Regions from separate parts of the Danio rerio genome. Here region 2 is linked to region 1. The links are chromatin contacts, called in public Hi-C maps. All regions are on one chromosome and are shown on one strand. Each heading gives the region's core, a stretch centred on a gene start, on an enhancer-like site or on the middle of the called end of the contact. The rest is flanking DNA. Distances are from core to core; before and after follow the strand shown. Region 1 holds the start of scrt1a (scratch family zinc finger 1a). Region 2 overlaps LOC137488455 (a long non-coding RNA gene).

Evidence for each region. A called contact is a pair of places that touch in the nucleus more often than the background predicts.
Region 2: a contact with region 1 is called in a Hi-C map of an unstated tissue, with 1.8 times the contacts expected there. The contact joins the enhancer-like site here to the promoter of scrt1a in region 1. A contact is called at or near these places in 2 of 18 Hi-C or Micro-C datasets (caudal fin and an unstated tissue).

The regions. Positions count from the first base shown.
Region 1 is chr19:1,484,917-1,491,209 of GRCz12tu, forward strand. scrt1a (scratch family zinc finger 1a) reads left to right here and starts at 3,462. Exons shown (of 2, transcript NM_001113601.2): 1 at 3,462-4,081; 2 at 4,572-5,684. The coding sequence starts at 3,967. The coding sequence ends at 5,296. The region is part of intron 3 of LOC137488455 (a long non-coding RNA gene); the gene reads right to left.
Region 2 is chr19:1,546,685-1,552,929 of GRCz12tu, forward strand. All of the region lies in intron 2 of LOC137488455 (a long non-coding RNA gene), which reads right to left. Among named protein-coding and RNA genes, the nearest start is that of scrt1a, 61 kb to the left of the region's middle. Within about 2 kb of position 2,962, at least 4 of the 62 cell types and tissues checked have an H3K27ac peak or open chromatin away from gene starts, as enhancers often do.

The DNA.
Region 1 (6,293 bases), core at 2,212-4,711:
AGTTATTAGTAATTAGTTATTAAACACCTCACAGCAAGAAGGTCGCTGGTTTGAGCCTCGGCTGGGTCAGTTGGCATTTCTGTATGGAGTTTGCATGTTCTCCATGTGTTCGCATGGGTTTCCTCCGGGTGCTCCCGATTCCCCCACAAGTCCAAAGACGTGATACAGGTGATTTGGATAGACTAAATTGTCTGTGGTGTATGAGTGTAAATGAGTGTGTGTAAAACATGCTGAAAAAGTTGGCGGTTCATACCACTGTGGCGACCCCAGATTAATAAAGGGACTAAGCCAAAAATAAATTTAATGAATTAATTGACCTTTAGCTAACAATTTTGCCTGCAACTGCATGCTTATTTGTTATTTTATGCATGAACATACACACACACACACACACACACACGCACACACAGAATATGCAAGCTAAATGTATGCACGAATAATCGGAAACACTTTAAGCAACATCTCTCAAACAAAGAATCCTCTTTAAGGTTAAAACACAGCGCAGATCCTCCCTTTGACCTTCCACGTGTCCTTTACAGCCTGCTCCAGAACAGAGCCCTGTGTACTGATCTGAATCGGTCGCATTGGAATCGTCGTACGTGAGAATTAAATGTCAATGAAGTCCTTTTGATTTGGACTCGGACGAGACGTTTGTTCGGTGCGTCTCAACACACCGCGGACTATTATTATGCAAATGAGGCCGACTTCAACATTTCCGCCTGTGTGTTTTTTTCCAGCTGATGTCAGCAGTTCTCCAGAAGCCTCGGTGCACGGATGTCCTTCTCCCATAAACACGTCAGGTCGCCGTGGGCTGCTGGGAATGTCAACTGCTGTGCAACAGTGTCCTACATACACACTGCGAGCGGGCTGGTATACTGTTACACACACGTGCGTGCACATGAATACTCCGGTTAAATCAACCTACGGGTCACGCATTTAAAAATCGCACCCATTTTTCACGAGAAAGACTGTTTTGATTTGTCCTTGCTGTTTTAACTGGGATGCATATTTTTATGGAAAGTTAAATGCATGGACAATTAAATATATGGACATAAGTAAAAATAACGTCTCCCTCGCTTAGATGTGGAAGACTTTTTGGGCCTGTACTAGCTCCGACACTGGCTGCCTCAAACTTTTAAGTTAAATCAAATTAACCTTATGAGTGATTAGAACTTATATTATGTTAAACTGACCTAAATTAGCTCGTGTAACTTATAAAATTAGGTTAGAACATGATTAACTTATTAAACTAAGTTACAATAACATAAAAAATATATACTGTCGGAACTAATTGGCCATATCATATATATATATATATATATATATATATATATATATATATATATATATATATATATATATATATATATATATATATATATATATATATGCTATGTTAAAATTAGAATACTTTGGTATTTTAATATTATTATTGTACCATACAAATAACAATAACTGCATTTTGATTTGAAATTGGGACTGCAGTCATTGATTTTTTTAGTTAATCTTTATTAATCTTTTAACGTCAAGTTTATTATAATTCTAACATTTTTATGTAAACATTAATATTATAATTGTTATTTAAAATTACACTCTAAAAAATTCTGGTTGCCTTAATTTTTTTAAGCTACATCAAATTAACCTTATGAGTCATTCGAACTTATGCTATGTTAAACTGACTTAAAACAGCTTGCGTAACTTATACGATAAAGTTATAACATGATTAACTTAATTTATTAAGCTACAATGACCTAAAAACATATGCTGTCAGGACTAATTGATCATATAATTTTTACAGTGTATGTTTGTGTTATTCTAATTAATATGCCAGTTTTGATTTAAATATAATATGTGGTCATTATAAAAACATGCAGTTTTGTTCCTTTTTAATGCTTATTTTTTATATATTTAATATATAGTTCATTTTAATAGGCTAGTCCTTTAATAACACTCTGTTTACGATTCTAGTATTTTAATATAAATATGTTAATATTATTATTGTATTATAAAAGTAATGGTTTCTGTATGTTTTCTTAAAATTGCAACTACAGGTTATTGATTTGTTTAATTTTAAATAGGCTTGTCCTTTAAAAACAAGTCTATTATAATAATATTTGTATAATAATATATTCATATTATTGTAAATATATATATATATATATATATATATTTATAACTATTTGTGTATAACCACAGGTTGTTTATGTGCTTATTTTTTCCAAGGCTATCTCTTTAAGAACGAGTGAATTGTAATCACATTGATTTGTTAAATATCAGTATAAATGATATCAGTATAAATGATATCAGTATAAATTATCTTTCTTTCCATTTCTTAACCACTGTGCACTTTAGTGGATTTTTAAAAATAAAGGTTTAGGAAATTACCAAAGGTACAAGACTGTATAGTGTTACATTAAACTCGCCCACTCTCATCGCCTTCTGGCATATATATGCATTCAAGTTTATTCATTTATTCTAAATGGCACCGTGCAATTAACTCTCTATTTGACAGAATGTTTTCTCTCTCCCAGACATGTACTTTAAAGATCATCTATCAAACCGGAGAACACAGAGAGAGCATCAAACTTGCCGAAAGGATTAAATGAGAAAACGCACGAGAAATAATGACTCTAGTCTCAACAGGCACCAAAGCAAGGAGAACGCCATCTCCCCGAGTCTGAATGTTTGGGAAAACGACAATCCTACTGCGGGACGTCCTTATTCGTCCCATTGAAGGAGTGAACAATGAGAACACGATGTCAGACAACAGTGTGTACTACAGCTTCAGGATCTGCGTTAATTGCGGACATATGGCTCCTACTGGAATCATTGAGGAAACGGACCTTCTGGTGCCCAATTCGTGTGATTTGCATGAAAAGAAAGCCATTGGTTTATAGACCGTGATGTAAAAGAATGACCTGAAAGCCTGAGGCCACTGCCAGTAGTTGATGTAGTGGTTTGCGTCAAAAGCGGTGCGCGAACGCGCGGCGCGGGAGGGCAGATTTTTAACGTGGCGAGAGCGACATGTACATGTTGCAAATCTCAAGCAAAGCACACTTTTCTTTTTATCCAAAAATCATCTTTGTTATCATCTAAATTAGTTTGTTATTTATATAAAAAATAAATAGTCTTATAAATAAAAACGAACACACATTTGATTATTACATGAAAAATGCACGGAATATATATATATATATATATATATATATATATATATATATATATATATATATATATATAAACCCCTGTGTGGCTCTTGTCTCGGGCTTTGGTGAAATTTCCGGCGAAGGCGTGGACGTCAAACAACGGCATTAAGCCATCCAGTTCAATGTTGGTCCCGGGAGATTTTTTATGGATTAAATTAAGTACTTCCATCTTCATTTCCCACCTGATCGCAGCCATATAAATCCCAACAGCTGATCAACAGACTTCAGAAAGCCCGACGCCTTCAGACGGAACAGCTGGGAGATAAAGCGAGCGAGCGACGTGCACTCAGCGGTTTCACTGTCCTTTCTGTGTCTTTAGGGGTGCAGAAGCAGATCGGAAACTAGAGGACTAGTTAGTTTAAACTTAACGCCCGTACCTGGAAGATAAAACCGTGGTGAGGGTCTCGGAGGAACTAAAGAAAGAGAGAGAGGGGAGAGAGAGAGAGAGCGCGCGCGCACAGCGGAGCGAAGCTGTCCAGTGCTGAACGCGCGCCGCCGCAAACGGGAGCTGTCCAGTGCTGAAGTTGCATTTCTGCCGAGAGCATCGCGGCGTCGCGCTGCATCAACACACACACGCATTCAGGGTCTGCCGATACCCTGCGCTGGCATCTGAATCTCGGCATTACCGAGGAGAGGAACGACACTAAAAGAAGCAAATAAAAATAAATAAATAAGAGAGACGTTTTTGTTCTCCAGCGTTGCACTTGCATGAGGAAACGATTCGACCGGCGGACGAGTGTTTTCTCCTTCAGCGTAAAACATGCCAAGGTCTTTCCTGGTCAAAAAGGTGAAGCTTGATGATTTCTCATCCTCTGATCTTGAGAGCTCCTATGGCAGATCCAGGGCAGACATCAGCCTGCGCTTTCACGAGAAAGGTAATTATTTCACACCGCTTTAAACGCAAGGGCATGTGCATGCTTATTGACGCCTGATGGCTTTAATCGTAACCTCGGCGCTGACCCGCGGTCACACTGCGTTTCTGTCGAGTCGGCACATTTCAGGTGTTGCGCTCCTCCGAGCACGCATTCGACTCGCTTTAAGGCGCGTTTGCTGTAGAAAAACGCAGCGCTAGCAACAAGTACTTGACGTTCGCACCGAGAGTTATCGGAATTATCCACGCGCGCTGTGCATTAACGCAACGCTTGATCATGTTTCACGTCATTATTCACGCTCTACATAACCCGCGCGCGCTTGCATAAGCTGCCGTTTATAGAATATTCATGCATGCCGTCTTATTTTGGGGAGTCATTTCGACCTAATTCCTGCACAATACCAAAGCCAAGCACTAATTGAAATGGAGAAAGCTGTTGATTTCTTGCAGAAATTAATAAATAACTGTGGCTTTGTGTTTTTTTTTTTCCCAAGCCTACATCAGTGACTACATGACCCCGGCTCCGTATGATGGAGAGAGCGACAGCGGCATCAAAGTGCCCTCCCCGGGACCCATCTACGACAGCATCCACAGCGATTACGGAGCGCCGGACTCGGATCAACCGGACAGCCCGCAGTCGGAGATCTCGTCAGGCTACATCAACGGAGACACGGCGGTCAGCGAGGGGTACACGGTGGACGCCTTCTTCATCACGGATGGACGCTCACGGAGAAAAGCCATCAGCAGCCCTAGGACCCTCCAGAGGCACACGTGTAACGAGTGCGGAAAGACCTACGCCACGTCGTCCAACCTGAGCAGACACAAGCAGACGCACCGCAGCCTGGACAGCAAAATGGCCAAGAAGTGCCCGACCTGCGGGAAGGTTTACGTCTCCATGCCGGCCATGGCCATGCATCTGTTGACCCACGACCTCAAGCACAAGTGCGACATATGCGGGAAGGCCTTCAGCAGGCCGTGGCTTTTACAGGGACACATGCGCTCGCACACTGGCGAGAAGCCCTTCGGGTGCGCACACTGCGGGAAGGCCTTCGCTGACCGCTCCAACCTGCGGGCGCACATGCAGACACACTCGGCCTTTAAGCACTACAAGTGCAAGAGATGCAACAAGACCTTCGCTCTGAAGTCCTACCTGAACAAGCACTACGAGTCGGCCTGCTTCAAGGGAGCCTTCGCTCCCCTGAGCCCCATGGAAGTGTGAAGAAAACACAGAGGATTAATCGCATGTACCTTAACTTCTTTCTGTACTCGCTGTTCATTCACCCCAAAACTCAGAGGACATTGAAAATGTCTGTGTTTCTCTCGAAAGGTCAAACCTTTTCTAAGTATTGGATAATATTGTACTGCTGCCAGTGGCCACAAAAGTGTTCAGCATCGAGGTAAAACTATTTATTCATTGACTTATTTATTTATCTATTTATTTGTTTATTTGTTTCCTACAAACTGTGTAAGTTTGCACTTTAATTTGTCCTTCAGTTGCCAAGCCTTCGTCATCAATATGCCAAAGCATTTGCCACTTTCTGAATATCTTATTTTTTTGGTTGCCACTTTATTATTAGAAATTTGTTGCATGCAAAAAAAAAAAAAAAGAAAGAAAAAGTACTACTACTACTACTACTACTAATGGAATCTATGCCAATTTTATGAAGCTTTGGATATTTCTGCCAAAACCTAGATAGCATCCGTCGGCAATATTTCTGGGGAGTCATGATGAAGAATAGAGCAATAATGCATGGTATTTTTAAAAGCTAAAGCGAGTAATAACTATAGCCTTTTTAATCACGATTTTATCCAATACTATCAGTAGTCATTCAGAAGTTAAATATCAGGGAAATGCCAGAGTAGTATTAGCGGATACTTCCACGGGATGGGGTGGGGGGAGCGATGGGGGTAGGGTCCTTTTGTAAGTGGTTATGCACTGCCTGCCTCTTATTTAATAACGTAGTTTTTAGAAAGTAGGATGGCTCTGGATCATTTGCGACTGTGCAAACGCTGTTGTAGGAGATCACACGTGCTGCTGCAACACGGACAGCAGACCGATCTTTGAAAAGCACTTCTTTTTTGAAACGACGACAACAAAGTAAATAGTAGCACAAAACCTTAGCAATTCAGGTAGACAGGCCTTGTATTAGTCGAACCTCTGTTTTTGTATATCACGGACAAGGAGAACAAACTGTTTAATGCAAGACGCCTTGTAA
Region 2 (6,245 bases), core at 1,712-4,211, 61 kb after region 1:
TTGGCACACTTTGGGCCCATTAATTGAGTAACGTGTCAACGCCACAGCCTACCTGAGTATTGCTGCTGACCATGTCCATCCCTTTATGAGCACAGTGTCTCCATCTTCTGATGGCAGCAGGATAACGCAGCATGTCATAAAGCTCAATCATCTCAGACTGGTTTCTTGAACATGACGATGAGTTCCTTGTACTCAAATGGCCTCCACAGTCACCAGAGCTCAATCCAATAGAGCAGCTTTGGGATGTGGTGGAACGGGAGATTGGCATCATGGATGTGCAGCCGACAAATCTGCAGCAACTGTGTGATGCTATCATGTCAATATGGAGCAAAATCTCTGAGGAATATTTCCAGTAGCTTGTTGAATCTACACCATGAAGGATTAAGACAGTTCTGAAGGCAAAACGGGGTTAAACACGATACTAGTAAGGTGTACCTAATAAAGTGGCCGGTGAGTGTGTATTCTAGATCTTGAAAATACAAGAATCCTACACTCCTATTCCATATGTCAAACTTTGCAGTAAATATACAGTCAAAAATAATTGCTTGCCTAATTAAGCCTTTAAATTGCAGTTAAATCTATCTTTCTTTATCTTATACATTTCTTTGCCCAATAAAAGGTTAAACACCGTGTCCAGTCAGATGCATACAGTAGCAATGCAGTAATGTGTTTTCAGTGTGTGGTCTCTGCAGCTCCCTATGTAGGCAGCACACACTGAAGTGTTCAGGATCAGAGCTCCAGTCTCTCTCCATGAGGTCAAACTCACACTGAGCAGAAGCTCCAGACTCTGCAGGAAGAGCTTCAGGTGATCCGGCTTACAACACGCACACACACACACACACACACACACACACACACACACACACACACACACGCGCACACACACACACACACACTCACACACACACACACACACACACACACACACACACACACACACACACACGATTACACACATCAGATTTCTCTCAGACACACATCACATCATGCTTTGAGGGATGAAAAACACAAATGGCAGATGGAGAGTAACTGCACGTAAAGTGTTGAGGGTAAATCAGAGCTGATCAGAACTGAAACTGAATCATCCATACATCCCGAACTCAACAGATTTATGCACAACTTGTAGCTCAAAAAGTGAAAATAAATACTTAATAAAGACATTAAAACTGTATGAAAAAATAACAAAGCAAAAATGTAAGGAACAATAAATAAACACATAAAATGTGTTAATGAAAACACAAATAAAACACAAATATGAATGAAGAGTCAATAACATGTTCATAAATAAATGAAGAAAAAGCCTCAACAAAGAAAACCAAATTAAAAGTTTATTAATTCACGATTTATACATTCATTACTGTATAATATAACTGCAATTCTTTCTTTTTCTCTTTCATCACTTTATTTTTCCTTCTTTCCTCCTCTCTTTGTTTCCATCTTTCTTTCTCGTCTCGGTTATATTCTTAATTTTCTCTTCTCTTTCTCCATTTCTTCTTTATTTTATTATTTCCCCCTTTCATTCTTTTACTTTGTTCCTTATTTTTTTCTCTCTTTTACTTACTTTCTTGTCTCGGTTTTATTTTTTATTTCTTTTTTCCCCTCCTCATTCTCTGTTTCTTCTTTTTTTCTTTTTTCCTTTTCTTTTCTTTTCTCTCTGTTTTATTTATTCTTTATTTATTTTTCTCATTATTTTTGTCTTTCTGTTTTATTATTATTTTTTGCTTCTCTTTTCTTTCTTTATTATTCACTTTTTTCTGTCTTTCTCTCTTTTTCTTTCTTTATCTCTTTCATTCTGTCATTTTTCTCTTTTAATTTTTATTTCTTTTTTCTGGTCTGTTTTATTTTTATTCTGTTCTTTCCCCTTCTCTTTCTCGGTTTCTTCTTTCTTTTTGTTATTTTCCCCTTTCATTCTCTTTCTTTTTTTCTTTCTTTTTCTTTCTTTCTTTCTTTCTTTCTTTCTTTCTTTCTTTCTTTCTTTCTTTCTTTCTTTCTTTCTTTCTTTCTGTCTTTCTTTCTTTCTTTCTCTGTTTTCTATCTTTCTTTTTCATTCTCTTTCCTTTTCCTTCTTTTTTCTCTGTTTATTTTTTCTTTTTTTTCTGTTTCATTCTTTGTTGTCTTTCTTTTTTCCTTTGTTTGATTTTCTTTCTTTCTTTTTCTCATTCTTTCTTTTTTCTCTTTCTCTTTTTCCCTTTCTTTCTCTCTTTTTCTTTTGCTTTCTTTTTTGTCTGTTTTATTTTTTATCTTGTTCTTTCTCTGTCTTCTTTCTTTTTCTTTTTACCCTTTATCTCTATTTATTTTTTCTACTTTGTCTGTTTTATTCGTGGTTTCTTTATTTTTCTTTTCTTTCTTTCTTTCTTTCTTTCTTTCTTTCTTTCTTTCTTTCTTTTCCTTATTTTTTCTGTTTATTTTTTCTTTTTTCTGTTTCATTCTTTGTTCTCTTTCTTTTTTCCTTTTTTGATTTTCTTTCTTTCTTTCTTTCTTTCTTTTCTTCCTTTTCTTTTTTTGTTAGTTTGGTCTCTCTTTTTCATTAATTTCTTTCTTGTTTGTTTTATTCTTTATTTCTTTTTCCTTCTCTTTCTCTGTTTTTTCTTTCTTTTTTCTCTTTCTCCATTTTCTAATTTCTTTCTTTTTTACTTATATTTCTCTCTTTTCTTTTTTCTCTGTTTTATTGTTCCTTTTTTCTTTTCCTTCTCTTTTTTATTTTCATTAACTTTTTTCCTTCTTTGTTTCCTTTATCTCTGTTTCATTCTTTCTGTTTGTCTTTCTTGCTTTCAAATTTATATAAACTGTATTGTTTTACTGTAATGTTTATTCAAAGAATAAATGTGAGTCTGACTGTGAGTCTGATGTCTGCATCTTCAATAAAGCAGTGTGCGTGTGTGTGTGTGTGTGTGTGTGTGAGAGAGAGAGAGAGAGAGCGAGAGAGAGAGAGCGCACTGCAAGTCTCTCCGCAGATCAGCTGACTCTCACAAAGGCACCGCTGCACAATGCATCATGGGAACTGCGGTCGCAGCACAGATGACCCAGAATATTTTCTGCTGACATTCCTCAGAGGCGAGGAAATCTGTGTGCAAGCTAAAACTGGGTTACATAACACCAGCCTAATATAGTCATGCAGGTAAAGCTCTCCGAATGACTTATAAACAGCACACAGAATCTCATTTCTCAAAAACACAAACACTGCAATAATAAAAGAAGAACCTCCGCTATCTGAGACTCTGAGCTGATGAGGCTGCGTGGAAACACTGCATTCATTTCTGTGTGTAGAGATGAGAACACACAACTAACACTAACGCATGGACAGATGAACAGAACTTTAGTAATGCAGGGCAGAGCATTAAAAATCAACATAAAAAAAAATATGAATTATTATGTAAAAACTTTTTATTTTTAAATTTACTAGGTATTTTACAAGACAATTAAGTATTTTCCATTACATTATTATTCATTCATTTTCTTTTCAGCTTAGTCCCTTTATTATTCAGGGGTCACCACAATGCAAAGAACCGTCAACTTATCCAGCATATGTTTTACGCAGCGGATGCCCTCCCAGCTGCAACCCATCACTGGGAAACATATTGTTTTACATTATATTATATTATATTATATTATATTATATTATATTATGTTTTATTATATTTTATTATATTATATTATATTATATTATATTATATTATATTATATTATATTATACTATATTATATTATATTATATTATATTATATTATATTATATTATATTATATTATATATTATATTATATTATATTGTACTATATTATATTATATTATATTATATTATATTATATTATATTTTATTATATTATATTGTACTATATTGTACTATATTGTACTATATTATATTATATTATATTATATTATATTATATTGTACTATATTATATTATATTATATTATATTATATTATATTATATTATATTATATTATTTTATATTATATAATATTATATTATATTATATTATATTATATTGTACTATATTATATTATATTATATTGTACTATATTATATTATATTATATTATTTTGTATTTTATTATTTTATATTATATTATATTATATTATATTATATTGTACTATATTATATTATATTATATTATATTATATTATATTATTTTATATTATATTATATTATATTATATTATATTATATTGTACTATATTATATTATATTATTTTATATTATATTATTTTATATTATATTATATTATATTATTTTGTATTATATTATATTATATTATTTTATATTATATTATATTATTTTTTTATATTATTTTGTATTATATTATATTATATTATTTTTATTTTGGTATTATAATATAATATAATATTTTATATTATATTGTATTTTTTATATTACTATTAGTATTATATTATATTACATTATATTACATTATTATTATATTACAATATGTTATTATTATATTGTGTTATATAGTTTTTTTATTTTATATTATTATTTTTTATTATATTTATTATACTATTTTATATTATATTATATCATAATTAAATTATTTTATATTATATTATATTATATTATATTATAGTATTTTATATTAGTTTTATAATATTATATTATATTTTACATTACTATTATTATTTTATTATTTTATATTATTGTTAAATTATAATATGTTATTATAATATTATGCTTTATTGTTTTTTATTTTATATTATTATTTTTTATTATATTTATTATATTATATTATTTTTTATTATATTATATTATATTATATTATATTATATTATATTATATTATATTATATTATATTATATTATATTATATTATATATTTTATTCAGTGGTTAACAAAGTACTGAAAAATCATACTCGAGTAAAAGTACTATTACTTGCCAAAAATGTAATAAGAGTAGAGTAGAAGTATCTGTTGTAATATTACTCAAAGTATGAGTAAAAAGTAGCCCTTTCAAAAGTACTCTAGAGTAATGAGTAGTATTACGCTCTGAAAAGCAGAGGCATTTACTTGTAATTTATGGATGTGTGTAAACGTAACATTCTGTAGTGCGTTTAGTTACTGCCCAGCAGCACACAGCGTCATAAAACGTTGGAAAAAGAAATCTCTGGCATCATTAGTAGAAACAAAAATATGATGGAAGTCAATGGCTGTTTTTTTTTTCTTCCAGCATACTTCAGTAAATCTTCCTTTGTGTTCAGCAGAAGAAGAAAACTCAAACTAGAACAAGTCGAGGATGACAAATGACCATTTATTTGGGGGGTGGGGGGGGGGGGGGGCTGTCTCTTTAACAAGCAACAAAACCGTTTTTACAAATGGAGAGATAAAGCATTCCTTTTTGCCAACACAAGCATGTAAGAAATTAGGAGCAGAAGATATTAATAAGTGAACATATGCAGGAAAACAGCCCCTAATGCATCAGTGCTGATCAGCCCGTGTGTGTGCAGTCCGCATGACCCACAAGTGCATTCAAACAGGCCAGCAGAACTGTTGAAGGAGCAATAAATGTTTCACGAGGAAGAGCTTTTAAAAACACATCCAACAGCGCTGGAACTTAACTTAATAATTATTTAAAAGCTTGTGTACATGAGTGCGTTTCCGCCATTTACTGTCTGTGTGTTTTAGAGAGAGAGAGAGGGAGAGAGAGAGAGAGCGCAGTGTAATTGAAGAGGACAGAAACATGCACAGAAGAACAATCTCCTCCTCCAGTCCCATCAGCCCTGAGCTTCATTACACACAGACTGCTGGAGTTCCCCTTCTGCCAGACGGGAAAAGAGGAAAAGTCTCGCATCGCTGCGTCTCTGAACCTGCAGATCACGCTTTAATCAAACCACATCGAGAGCTGAGGCCAAATTTTGAATTATAGGGTCAGAGAACAGAGACATCTTAAAGTTGCCATGAAATGGAAGTATATAATGTTTAGTTTGTTTTCCACTATTGTGACGTACATCCAGAAATGCAGGGCAAAGCATTAAAAATAACAATTTAATTAAAATACAACTTAAAATAACAACATCTTTAAGCCGAAAATTTCAACAAGTATTTCACAAGAGAATCAGATTAAAATTGTTTTGTTTTCCACTACCAGGACGCACATCCACTGGAAACGGTCCTGAAAGGATGGGGAAAAACTGTAGGGAGGTGCATGATTTTATTCTTTGGGAACTATTTGGATTGTTGAAAGACAGGTGTTACTAACAAAATAAAGGAAGATTGGCAAATAGATGAATTAAAAGCAGAAATAAGAAACACCCGCCT